Linked DNA regions of Sus scrofa: region 1 is linked to region 2. A link is a contact called in public Hi-C data. All regions are on one chromosome and are shown on one strand. Each heading gives the region's core, a stretch centred on a gene start, on an enhancer-like site or on the middle of the called end of the contact. The rest is flanking DNA. Distances are from core to core; before and after follow the strand shown.

What was found. Hi-C and Micro-C count contacts between places; a contact is called where the count stands out from the background.
Region 1: a Hi-C map of liver shows a contact between it and region 2, with 9 times the contacts expected there. The contact joins the promoter of OSGIN1 here to the promoter of MBTPS1 in region 2. A contact is called at or near these places in 2 of 5 promoter capture datasets (fetal skeletal muscle and liver), 4 of 47 Hi-C or Micro-C datasets (epiblast stem cells, liver and skeletal muscle) and 2 of 2 datasets of contacts at active chromatin or transcription factors (alveolar macrophages and skeletal muscle).

What each region holds. Positions count from the first base shown.
Region 1 is chr6:4,653,100-4,658,631 of Sscrofa11.1, reverse strand. It overlaps OSGIN1 (oxidative stress-induced growth inhibitor 1), which reads left to right and starts at 2,519. Exons shown (of 6, transcript XM_021093739.1): 1 at 2,519-5,264. It overlaps LOC110260905 (a long non-coding RNA gene), which reads right to left and starts at 2,437. Exons shown (of 2, transcript XR_002344480.1): 1 at 1-2,437.
Region 2 is chr6:4,501,265-4,506,813 of Sscrofa11.1, reverse strand. MBTPS1 (membrane-bound transcription factor site-1 protease) reads right to left here and starts at 3,284. Exons shown (of 23, transcript XM_005664321.3): 1 at 3,140-3,284.

The DNA of each region.
Region 1 (5,532 bases), core at 1,270-3,769, 150 kb before region 2:
AAAGCCGCGGAGGTCAAGGTCAGGGCCTCCCATTTGACCAAGGAGTTCAAGGTCAAAGTCAGGAGAACCACGTTGGGGGACCTGAGTAAATGAGCAAGGTGACGTTTCGGTCCAGCCAGTTGGTGGAGGTCCCACCAGGGTCACCAGCTGGCCCCTGCTGTCCTGGTGACCTGACTCTTTTAAACCTCACAAAGGCTATTCCTGCAAAGCATCACGGTTGTGATTTACCAGAAGATGGGCCGCCAGGGTGGAAGGGAGTCCAGTGTATTGGGCACCTCCATAAGCCAAGCACTCCCTAGGCTGTGCCTCAGCTCATCCCCCAGCAGCTGCAGGAACAGAGGCTCCCAACTCCTCCTGCACTTGGGGACCACGGCGGTACTTCCCCTGTCCGGCCACATCCCAGCCCCGTGACATCAGAATCTCTGGGACGGGAGCCTGGCTTAGTGTCTCTTTAAATCCACCTGCCAGCCTGGAAAGGATTCTGAGGTACAGCTGGGATGAGAAGCACTGCTCTGCCTATAATCCACAGCTCCCAGACGAGGAAACAGAAGTTCAGAGAGGTTAAGTCACTCGCCCAAAGTCACACAGCTGAGAGGGATGGAGCCAGAATCCTGATTGGTCTGACTTGAAAGTGGAGGCCTTTCACACCCTCACTGTTGCGCAGACACATTCATTCTCCTGCCAGAACGTTCCCCCTGGCTCTTAAGGAAAAGAAGAGGAGGGAAGCAGAGACTGTGTCTGGAGACCCCAGGCTCAGCCCCGGGCAGATGCTCCTCCCTGGGGCAGGAGAGCCCCGTTCCCTCCGTGTGGGGGTTGGGGGGGGAGCACAGGCTCCCCCAACTTGGACACGTTCCCCCCCCCCAGGGGGGGTCTATGCTCACTACCTGGGCATGAACCTGCGCTGACCCCTGGCAGCTGGCTCTGGCACCACACAGAGTGAAGTCTGAATGTCCCCCACCCCCGACTTCATTGCCCAGTGGCCTTGGGCAAGTCTCTCTGGGTTTCTTCATCTGTAAACTGAACTTATTGAAAATATTTGCCCACCTCTGTGGGTTGGGGGAGTGAATGGGTGAGATAAGGGGGGGTGACGGGGCTCTGTAAACGGGGAGGGCAAATATTAGTTCTCCTGTCACGCGCTGGACAGGCCCGCTCTTGTCCTGCCAGGGCACCAGGCAGAACCCAGTCCCGGCCTCAGCTCTGCCACCTGCAGGGACTCGGGGCCACTTCTCACATTCTCAGGGCCTCAGTTTCCCTGCCTGTGGAATGGGAGGATAAGAACACCACGCCTTGCTCACCGGATGCTTAACAGGTCCAGTGCATGGATCCCCAAAACGCCATGCAATGCGGGCACCTTTTAAAGGGGGCAGCTGTGGAGCTAGGCGGGGTCTTCAGGAGAACTCCGTGCCTGCACCTTTGGGCCGAGACAGGAAGTAGGCACTCTCCTTTCCTTGGCTGTCAGCCTTTCTCCCAGAGGCACCCAGGCTCTGTGGTCGCAGCCCCAGTTCAAGCCCCAGTCCTGACACCCATGCTGTGTGACCTCAGGCCCAAGATTGGCATCTCAGAGCGCCAGCTTCATGTAAAGAAACTTCTGTCCACAGTGCCCAGCACCTGGAGGTGCCCAGCACATGGCAGAGCCGTGGGGGCCGCCACAGAGGAGAGGGATGAGGAGGGACTTCGAGCTGCCCCTGTGGTCAGTCCTGGGATTTCTGAGGGAGGGAGGGAGGTTTCATATGGGGCAGGGCGATCTGTCTCAATGCCGGGACCCCCAGGGAAGCGCCCTGAGGCTACTCCTGCCTCCCCTCCACTGGTTCCCCAGCTCCTGAGCACCTGGAGAGGTTTGAGACCCCTAGGGGCGGGGGCTGTACACCAAGCATGGGCTGCTGTCAGGACCAGCTGTTACCACCTTGCCAGCCACACATGGGCAGTACAGTGCCCAGGAGGGAAAACTGAGCCTCAGAAGGATGGCTCTTAGGAGCTTGCAGTGCCCCTGGGTGACCAGCCTTCCTGGTTTCCCCAGGAGTAAAGGGTTCCTGGAACCTGGCGGGGCTTTCGATGCTAAACCCAGGAATGTTCCAGTTTGCACAAGCAGCAGGTGCCAGCATCCCACCAAAGCCCAGCGACCACTGCTTGTGTAACTGTGACTTTTCCAATAACCTCATTAAACAAAGCGGTGGGCAAGGTAATTTTAATCATGTGTCTCGCTTAATCCAGGATGTCCAAAATATGTTCATGATTTTCATCTCAATGTGGGATCCATATCAGATTTATTGAGCCATTTTACCTTTTATTTGGGGCGTGTTTTTGGTCTTCATAACCGTTTGAGAGCTGATGTACATTTTGCACTTACAGCTAGATTTGCCAAATAAAATATGGGCTGCCCAGGTGACTTTGAATTTCAGATAAACAATGCAAATAATTTTTTTTTTTTTTGCAGAAGTATATCCCAGATATTGGGTGGGACACACTCAAAGTTTATTCCTTGATTACCTGAAATTCAAAGTTACCGGGTGCCTTTTTTTTTTTTTTTTTTTTTCCTGCACCTGCAACCCTACTTTCAGGCTCACACTTCAGGGGCTGAACAGCTATGTGAAGTCATGGCAGAGAAGGAGACAGGCCAGGTCTAGAGGAGTCAAGGTACCTGGTGGAGCCCACGAGAGCCGGTCCCCCAGAATTACCTGCAAAGACCCATCTCGCTCCTTGTCTCCCTGTGGCGCCTCTAACCTTAACCCCTGGGTCTGCCTGTGACATTATCGGTCTCTGTCTCAGTCGAGCTTTCTGGAAGCCACTCAACACATTTTATTTCTGATAATCAGCTGTCAGGTAAACAAGCGAGGGGGAAGAAAGTCCATATCTCGCCCACGATTCTCCCGTATCAGCAACTTTTCCAAATCGAGAAAAGGGGTCAGGGCCGATGGGGGCGGTGGCGCAGGGTGGGAAGAAGGACCGGCCCGCTTCAGAAATGAGGGTCCCTGAAGCCCATCTCCTTCCAGGCTCTTCCTCCCACTCTGAGCCTCAGCCTCGCCCCGCTCCATGAGCTCCTAGAGTGTCTGTGCCTCAGTTTGCAAACTCCCCCCACCCCACAACCAGGAAGTGGAGACAGTCGGGGTGGGGGGCGCAGCTGGGAAAGCTACACCTGCGCCAGAGAGACATCCCCGGGCAGCCACGCTCCCCAGCTGCTCCGGGTGTGTATGTGCAAACCCCCGGCTAGGTCCTGGTCTGTCGCAGGGTGCACCTCAGAGCGTCAGGAAGCTTTGGTAATAAGGCTGTGACTGGCCCAGAGGCCCAGAGAGGTATGCCAACGGCCCAAGGTCACACAGCACACCTGCAGCACAGCTTGAAGCCAGCCAGGGAGCTGAGCCCCCCCGCCCCCAGCAATAGGCTTCCTGCTGGCACCTGCATGTTGTGAAACAGTCATAGGGCTGCCTAGGACCTCAGGAGGAAAGTGCTATGAGTGCTGTCTCTCCTGGGTTAAGGGAGGCCCTGGGAGGGCAGTGACTCGCCCAAGCCTATCCAGCCCCCAAAGCAGCCCTTGCTCACTATGCCACGCTGGGCGAAGCCCAGTCTGGACCAGTCACCTGATTGGTGGGGCTGGGTGCCCCAGGGTCTCCCTCCTCACCCTAGCTCCTCATACTGCCCCCAAACCCTTGTCACCAGCCTTTCAGCCTCCCCCACCCCCAACTCCAGGTCCCAGCAGCTCTCGCATCTTCAGAGCCACCTTTGGCCAGGGCCCCACCCCCTGTTCCTCAAGGGGCCCTGCAGTCAGGCCAGGTCCCCGCCCTCCCGTGCATATTCTGGGACAGGGCCCTTGTGCCCTGGGGCCACCAGGGCCAGAACTAGGAGACAGACATCACCTCGGGCACAAACTGCAAGGGGCAGCAAAACACTCCCTAATCAAGGCCCTTAGTGTGTTCATATAATGTTTTTAAAAATCAAAATGCCCCAAATCCAGGATGAACAAAATATCAAAGTTTTAAATCAAGACAGCTTCAGTATTCTGATTTTTCTTTTTGCATCAGGCTCTAGTCCAGCTCTGCGTGGCATGGTTATGGATCCCACCTTTGAAATGGTAACATGCTTATATCTTGGATTTTTGCCATTCATTTTTTTTTTCTCATTTGCATCAAAATATTGTTTTCTTGGTCACGGTGTTTTGGGCATCTCCTTAAGTTTTGCACACAAGGTGAATGTCTCGCTGGCCTCACCCTCGTCCTGGCCCTGATGGGACCGCTCCTAGCAACTGCCCCCAGCCCCCGCCTCGCCCTGCCCCGCCCCGCCCCCACCAGCCACAAGGCAGGGCTGGCAGGAAGTAAGTCCCCAGGCAAGAGAGGAGCCTGGGAGGGACAGTCACATCCATATTGAAGTAACAGCTTAAAAGGCACGGAGGTTTAGGGGCGGAGGACCGACCAAGCGCCCTCCTTTCCTTTCCTTCCTGAGGACCTACTATGTGCCCAGCGCTGTCGCAGACACGGACTAAAGCAGACACACCTACACTTCCCGGCCACCCAGAACCCTGGTATAGGGAGAGAGCGACAATAAAATAATAAGAAATGGCACCAGGCGCGGTGCGCATTGCCACACGCTAGAGAGGAAAATTAACGGCGCAAAGACAGGAACCAGGGAGCAGGCTTCATGTTTTAGACTTGGTCACCAAGAACCACATCATCGAAACCACATCCACCCAGGAGAGGAAGCTGTAACGTACGCCCGTAGCCCATTTTTCAGATGAGGAAACTGAGGCAGGCTGCTCCGGAAGTGGCTGAGCTGGGATCAGGGGGCATGTTATGGGGGGGCGGGGGCCGGTAGAGAGGGGAGACACCTGTAGAACCAGATGGAATGAGGGCCGGGACTTCTTTCTCCACTTCAAGGGGCCGCCTTGATTGCGTGCTGGGCAGGACGGTCCCGCCTCCAGAAGGGGAAAGGCTCAGCGGGGCCACCCACGGGCCCCTGCCTGGGGTGGCGGTGGGGGCGGAGGGCGCTTTAAGTCCGTCCCCAGGGCTGGCAACGTGACCTCCTGCCTTCCAGAAGGGCAAGTTCATTCATCCAGGAGCCCCTGCTGACTCACGCTTATGAAAGTGATTTTCTGGCCCCGCCCACCGCCCGCCTCTTCCCAGGCCCTGAAATACCCTGGCTTCCCAGCCTCCTACAGCCTCTTGGATCCCCACGGGGTACTGAGCGTCCTGCTCCCTCGGCCCTCGCCGTGACCCCTGGTTCTCCTAGTGCCTGACTCAGCCAAGCTCCCCGGTGTCCTCGATCCCCCTAATAAGGTGAGTGGCCCGGGCGAGGCATGGGGGCGGGAGAAGGTGGCCCATCACGGCAGGGGCCGGGAGCCAGGCAGGAGGCCCCCAGGCGGTCTTGGGGGCGGCCCACTGGCTCCCCCGGCCGGCACGGTCGCCCTCCCACCCCGGTCCCTCCTCCACCCGTCCTGGCCATGCGCATCTCCAGGTGCCCGGCACCCTCCGCTGCCCTGCTCGAGTACACCCCAGCCCACGTGACGCTGCTCTTGGTAGGAAAGAGAGGTGTGGCCAGCCTGGG
Region 2 (5,549 bases), core at 2,035-4,534:
CACTATCTTAAAATAAAGGTGTATCTTAAGCCTGACTGAACCCTTCATTCTGGCACATTCTGTCCATCAGCACATTTTTTTTTGTTTGTTTTTCTTTTGTCTTGGCCACCCCTGCGGCATATGGAGTTCCTGTGGCCAGGGATCAGATCTGAGCCACAGTTTTGACGTACGCCGCAGCTGCGGCAACACCAGACCCTTTTAGCCACTGTGCCAGGCTGGATCCAAACTGCATCCTAGCGCTATGGAGATGCCACCAATCTCATTGTGCCAGAGTGGGAACTCCGAGTAGTAGGTTTTGCAGGGGAAAAAAACACAAGAAATTCAGCACCAAGAGTCAAGAGACTTTACACTGTTTTCTCCTGCCTCTGCTTTTCACAGACACTGCTCCAGTCTCGTTCTCTTTACCCTTCGCCATCCAGTACTGACTGGCCAGCCACGTATGAGGCTGGTTCTTCCCTCACTTTACACTCGTTTTGCTAAGCACACAGGCACTGTTAAGATGAATAAACCTAGTTAACAGATGTCTGCAGCATGTCAAACCTGATTAGGCCGCGGGGAGGAGGAAGTCCGCTTCGGTCTCTTTCACAACCCCCTCTAACCTGCCTCACGCCAGACACGGAGACCAAGGTTTAGGCCCCTGTTCTTAATACTCCAAGTCACCAAGGGCTGGAGTTACCAAGTTTTCCCCATTAAATATACCCCGTATCTTCACTCTCTCCTGGGGTAAAGAGGCAGATGCAAATGCCCACCCCAATCCCACTTACAGCACTACACTAGGAGCCACGTGCAGTTTGCCCAGGCCCGCAGCATCTAATTACCTGTGGCACTTATTGTGACTGCCACAGAAAGGACAGCGGCAGCGGGCGAGACAAAAACGATCTCCCATCAGGCTGATAGAAAATGCGATCAAAGAACATGCCGACGGAAAGGATGTGCTGAAAAGCTCTTGACTCCTCCAAGAGAACCTGCTGGAGCCCGCTGGATGCGCCGAAGGCTCTCCAAGTACTAAACTAGAACTTCTCTTTCATAAACACAAGCAACTCTCGATGATAAGGGATACCCGGGGAGTGCAATGGATACACCTTACAGTCACAAGTCCCGGCTGGCTGCTGACGCCACCACCACTTCCAACAAAGAGGTCAACAGCATCGGGCCTGGGAACACAAAATTTTATTTCCAAAAAGTGCAGTGCATGATGGATAATCAAAATGTATTACATCCCTACACCAGGTTACCGGGCCATAAAAAGGAAAAAAGTATTGGAAAAAGGTATAAATTAGGAGTTTGGGGTTAACAAATACACACTACTACGTATAAAAGAGATAACCAAGGTCCTACTGTACAGCACAAGGAGCTACATTCGGTATCTTGGAATAACCTGTAATGGAAAAGAATCTGAAAAAAAAACACATATGCACGTGTATACCTGAATCACTTCGCTGTATACCTGAAACACAACGTAAATTAAGTATACTTCAATTTAAAAAAAGGGATGAAGTATTAATACACGAACTTTGAAAACAGTATATGAGGAGTTCCCGTCGTGGCTCTGGTTAACAAATCCGACTAGGAACCATGAGGTTGTAGGTTCGATCCCTGGCCTTGCTCAGTGGGTTAAGGATCTGGCGTTGCCATGAGCTGTGACCTACACGGTCGCAGACGCAGCTCAGATCCAGTGTTGCTGTGGCTGTGGCGTAGGCCCGTGGCTACAGCTCTGATGCGACCCCTAGCCTGGGAACCTCCATATGCCGCGGGAGCGGCCCAAGAAAACGGCAAAAAGGCAAAAAAAAAAAAAAAAAAGAAAGAAAAAAAAGTATATGAAATAAAAGAAGCCAGACACAACAGCCACACATGATTCTGCCTGAATATACGAAACATTCAGAAAAGACAAATAAGGAAACGGAAGGTAGAGCGGTGGTTGCTTAGAGCTGGGATTAGAAATAGGTAGTGATGGCAAATGGGCACCAGGGATCGTTGGAGGATGACTGAAAGGTTCTAAAACTGGGCTGTCATGATTGCACCACTCTGCAAATTTACTAGAACAACAAAAGCCAAATACTGATTAAACACATTTAAAACAGGTGAACTTCATGCTCTGTAAATGTGACCTTAACAAAGCTCTCACATTGAAATATATATATATATATATATATATATAAAATGAGTGTCGCAGATTAAAAAGGTGGGAAGAACCACTGTTCGCCACACCCCTCCCTTGTGCACCTAGGCAACCTCAGACCCTGAAGTGTGAGCGCTCCTCGCCAGCACCGTTTAAGACTAAAGGGCCATAGGAAACGTCAGAGTTCAACTCTGAGATGTTAAACCATTCTCTCTCACTTGGAAGTGTCCTTCAGAGTCTAAAGTAACTGTAAATATTTAGTGTAATTTGCAAATTCAATTCAATAGGCGACTAGGCCAAAAGTCGCAGGGGCTCTCAGCAAAAAACGTCAAGGGGCAAAGACCTTAATGACAATATGCAGACTGGATAACCGTCTCGGGCAGCACACTCAGGACAGGGCAAGGCAGGATGTGAAGACTCTACAGGTGTGAACGGCGTGCTGCTCCTGAGCGTAAACCAGAGTCCCACCGGCCCCACTTGCTCTGGAGCTTCTTGCCTCGCGTTTGTGAAAACCAGTGGAGCAGGGTGTACAGACGGAGACCGGGCAGAGAACCCAGGCCACTTGAGACCGGCCAGCAGCTCCCCTCTGGGAACAGACCGAGAACTGCCGTCTGTTCGGGGGCTGAGGGCCAGAGCCAGGCACACGGTTTCACTCTGGCAAAGCTCATTTCAGATGAAGAAAATGGTGAGACGGAGCAAGCCACCAGGGCGAACACGGAGGGGCCAGGCGGGGACACCGGCCGGGGCCAGCGGCGGGGACCGCGCGGCTCCTGCGGGCTTGCACGCGGTGCCCCGGCGCGTTCCGCCGCCCGGCCTCACTCCGCCCCGCACCGCCCCGTACCGCCTCCCTGTCCGCGCCCGGAGGCTCCAGGGCCGCAGGAGGCCCCGCCGCCGCCCGCCGCCCCCGCCCGCGTAGACCCCGGCCCCCGGGCCTCCAGCGCGGCGTGCACGCCGGAGCGCGCCGGCGGCCCCGTGGGTCGGGAGGAGCGGCGGCTCCGGAGAGCGAGCCGCCTGACGTACCTGCGGCCGCCTCAGGCTCGGGTCCGTCGGGCCCGAGATAACGGCGCCTCCGCGGTGAACACGCCTCGAGTCTCCATTCGGGGCTGTTTACTCCCAACGCTCGCGAGACTGCGCGATCGGGGCGGGGAGACGGACGGCCCGGAGCGCGGGCTCTGCCGGCCGTGCGTGCCCTGCGTGCGCGCTCAGGACGCGGAGGGCCGCGGGGCTCCGGCCGGGAGGACGAGCGAAGATCTCGCGACATTTGCGGCCCGCAGCGGGAGAGGGAGCGGGAGGCGCAGGGGCGTGATCGGCCGGCAGGGCCCTAGTCGGAAGCGTTCCGTGTGGGATGCGCTGGCCTTTAGGATAAGCGCTCAGGGCATCTGCATGGGCCGCGACAGCGGCTGCGCCGGGCCTACGGAGGACAGCCCTGGCGGAACGGCCAGCAAGCTCGTACACGGGGCCTTTAGATGTCCGGATGGAGAGCCGGGGTCGCGAGGTGCGCCCTCTGCAAACCTCTACCCGTTTTACCCGCGCGGCAGCAGGGACACTGGCGGGTGAAGAGCTTGCTCCGGGCTTGAGAATTCGAGTCCTCCCCCGACTCCCATTCTGACTGGCGAGACCCGCTGGCCCAAGTTCCGTCCGCTCCACTCCTAACCCCTCCCGCTCCTGGACCATCGACGCCAAGCGGGCCTTGAAGAAACAAGGATGAATGTGTTACACGCTCAGAAACGTGTGCCTCCCCCGAAATGTTTGGGTGATGGAGATAGTAGTGATCACGGTTTTCTAAAGTTGAGGTGGTCCACAGGGGGCACAAGTGGGGGACTGAAAACCTGTCCTGTAATGCTGATGACATTGCAATGCTTTATCATGTTACGCTGATGGCAATGGATGTGCTCTATAGTGAGATAAAACTGTTGCTTGTCTGAACTTCTCCCTGCACCGTGATGATGCTGCATGACCCTTCTGTGACAAGAAACCACAGCACCGCATCTCCCTTTAACCATACTGAACCAAACTCATTTCATATCGGGGATAAATAACAGAATCACCGACGAGGCAAGCTGTAACTTGGCTCTTTGTACCTCACCTTCCTCACTCATTAAAGACATAGTAATGCTTATCTCATAGGATGAGGGTTAAAGGACTCATATGCATACAGAGCTGGATAAACACACATGTAATAAATGGCGGTGCTTATACAAGACCAACCCACATCAGGGTAAGTTCTCCCCCTTCCGAGACTGCATCAATGTTCCCAAGCTGCAGAGAACTCTCTTGCATTTGTAAATACTCAAAGTTACTTCCTGCTGCCACCAAATAAAGTCCTAGACCTTAAACATAACCGTGTTCTCATCTGGGGTCAGTTGGTCTTGGTGAGGGTTCTTTTATAAGCCCTTGAAGTCACTGGGCCATTAAACACACAGCCCAACTGTCAGGAGCAGAGGAAGCCTAGTGAATTGCAAACATCCTTATCCAGTGATAGCGAAGTCCAAAGCAGGAAAGAACTGAATGCTGCCAACTCCTGAGACCTCTGGAAACTGCAGGGGGCTGGAGCAGGGCAGAGAGGTAGCTGGAAATCTACCAAGAAAGGCTGAGAGCCCCAGGATCCTGGTCTACTGGTTTTCCACTGGGTTCTAGTAACTTCCTAAGCTCACACTTCACGTGTATAAAAAAGCATTCAAAACTCCACAGGAATGTAAATCTTTATTCAAACTGAACGCTAGTTTAAAGAGTAACAGCCCAAGCCAGAGCCGGTTTCGGAGGGCACACGTGTCAAGACCGAGGATACCACTTAACACTCTGGTTCCCAAATGAGACAAGATTTTAAATAACTGAGGTTAAAACAGAACAAGACTCCCCCCAAAAAGCTGTCTCTACCTGTCTCCCTTTTTTCCCCCAATCCTTCTTTTTTTTTGGGGGGGGGTGGGGGGCGGCACACCCAGGGCAAATGGAAGTACCCAAGCTAAGGGTTGAATTGGAGCTGCAGCTGTCAGCCTATGCCAGGGCCACAGAGATGCCAGATCCTTAATCCAATGAGCAGAGCCAGGGATCGAACCCCTGTCCTCATGGATACTAGTGGGTTTGTTACTGCTGAGCCATAATGGGAACTCCTTTCCCCCGCTTTCTCGAACCCACTAATTTTTATCTCTACTGCTGGATGAAAATGGATCACGGCAAATCCCCCAGTGATCTCCACGTGGCAACGTCGGTGATCAAAATCAGCCTTCCGCCTGTGCAACCCACCAGGAGAACGAGAGCAAGAAACCAACTGTGTAGTTTTAAAAGACTTAGGAGGCGATTATGCACAATTTTCTTAGTGAATTACCAGCTTTTAATGAATTACCATCACAGGTGTTCCTAGATTAAATTTTTTGTAATGTTAAAATAATTGTTTCTAACGGGAAAAGTCTCTTTCCAAACATTCAATTTG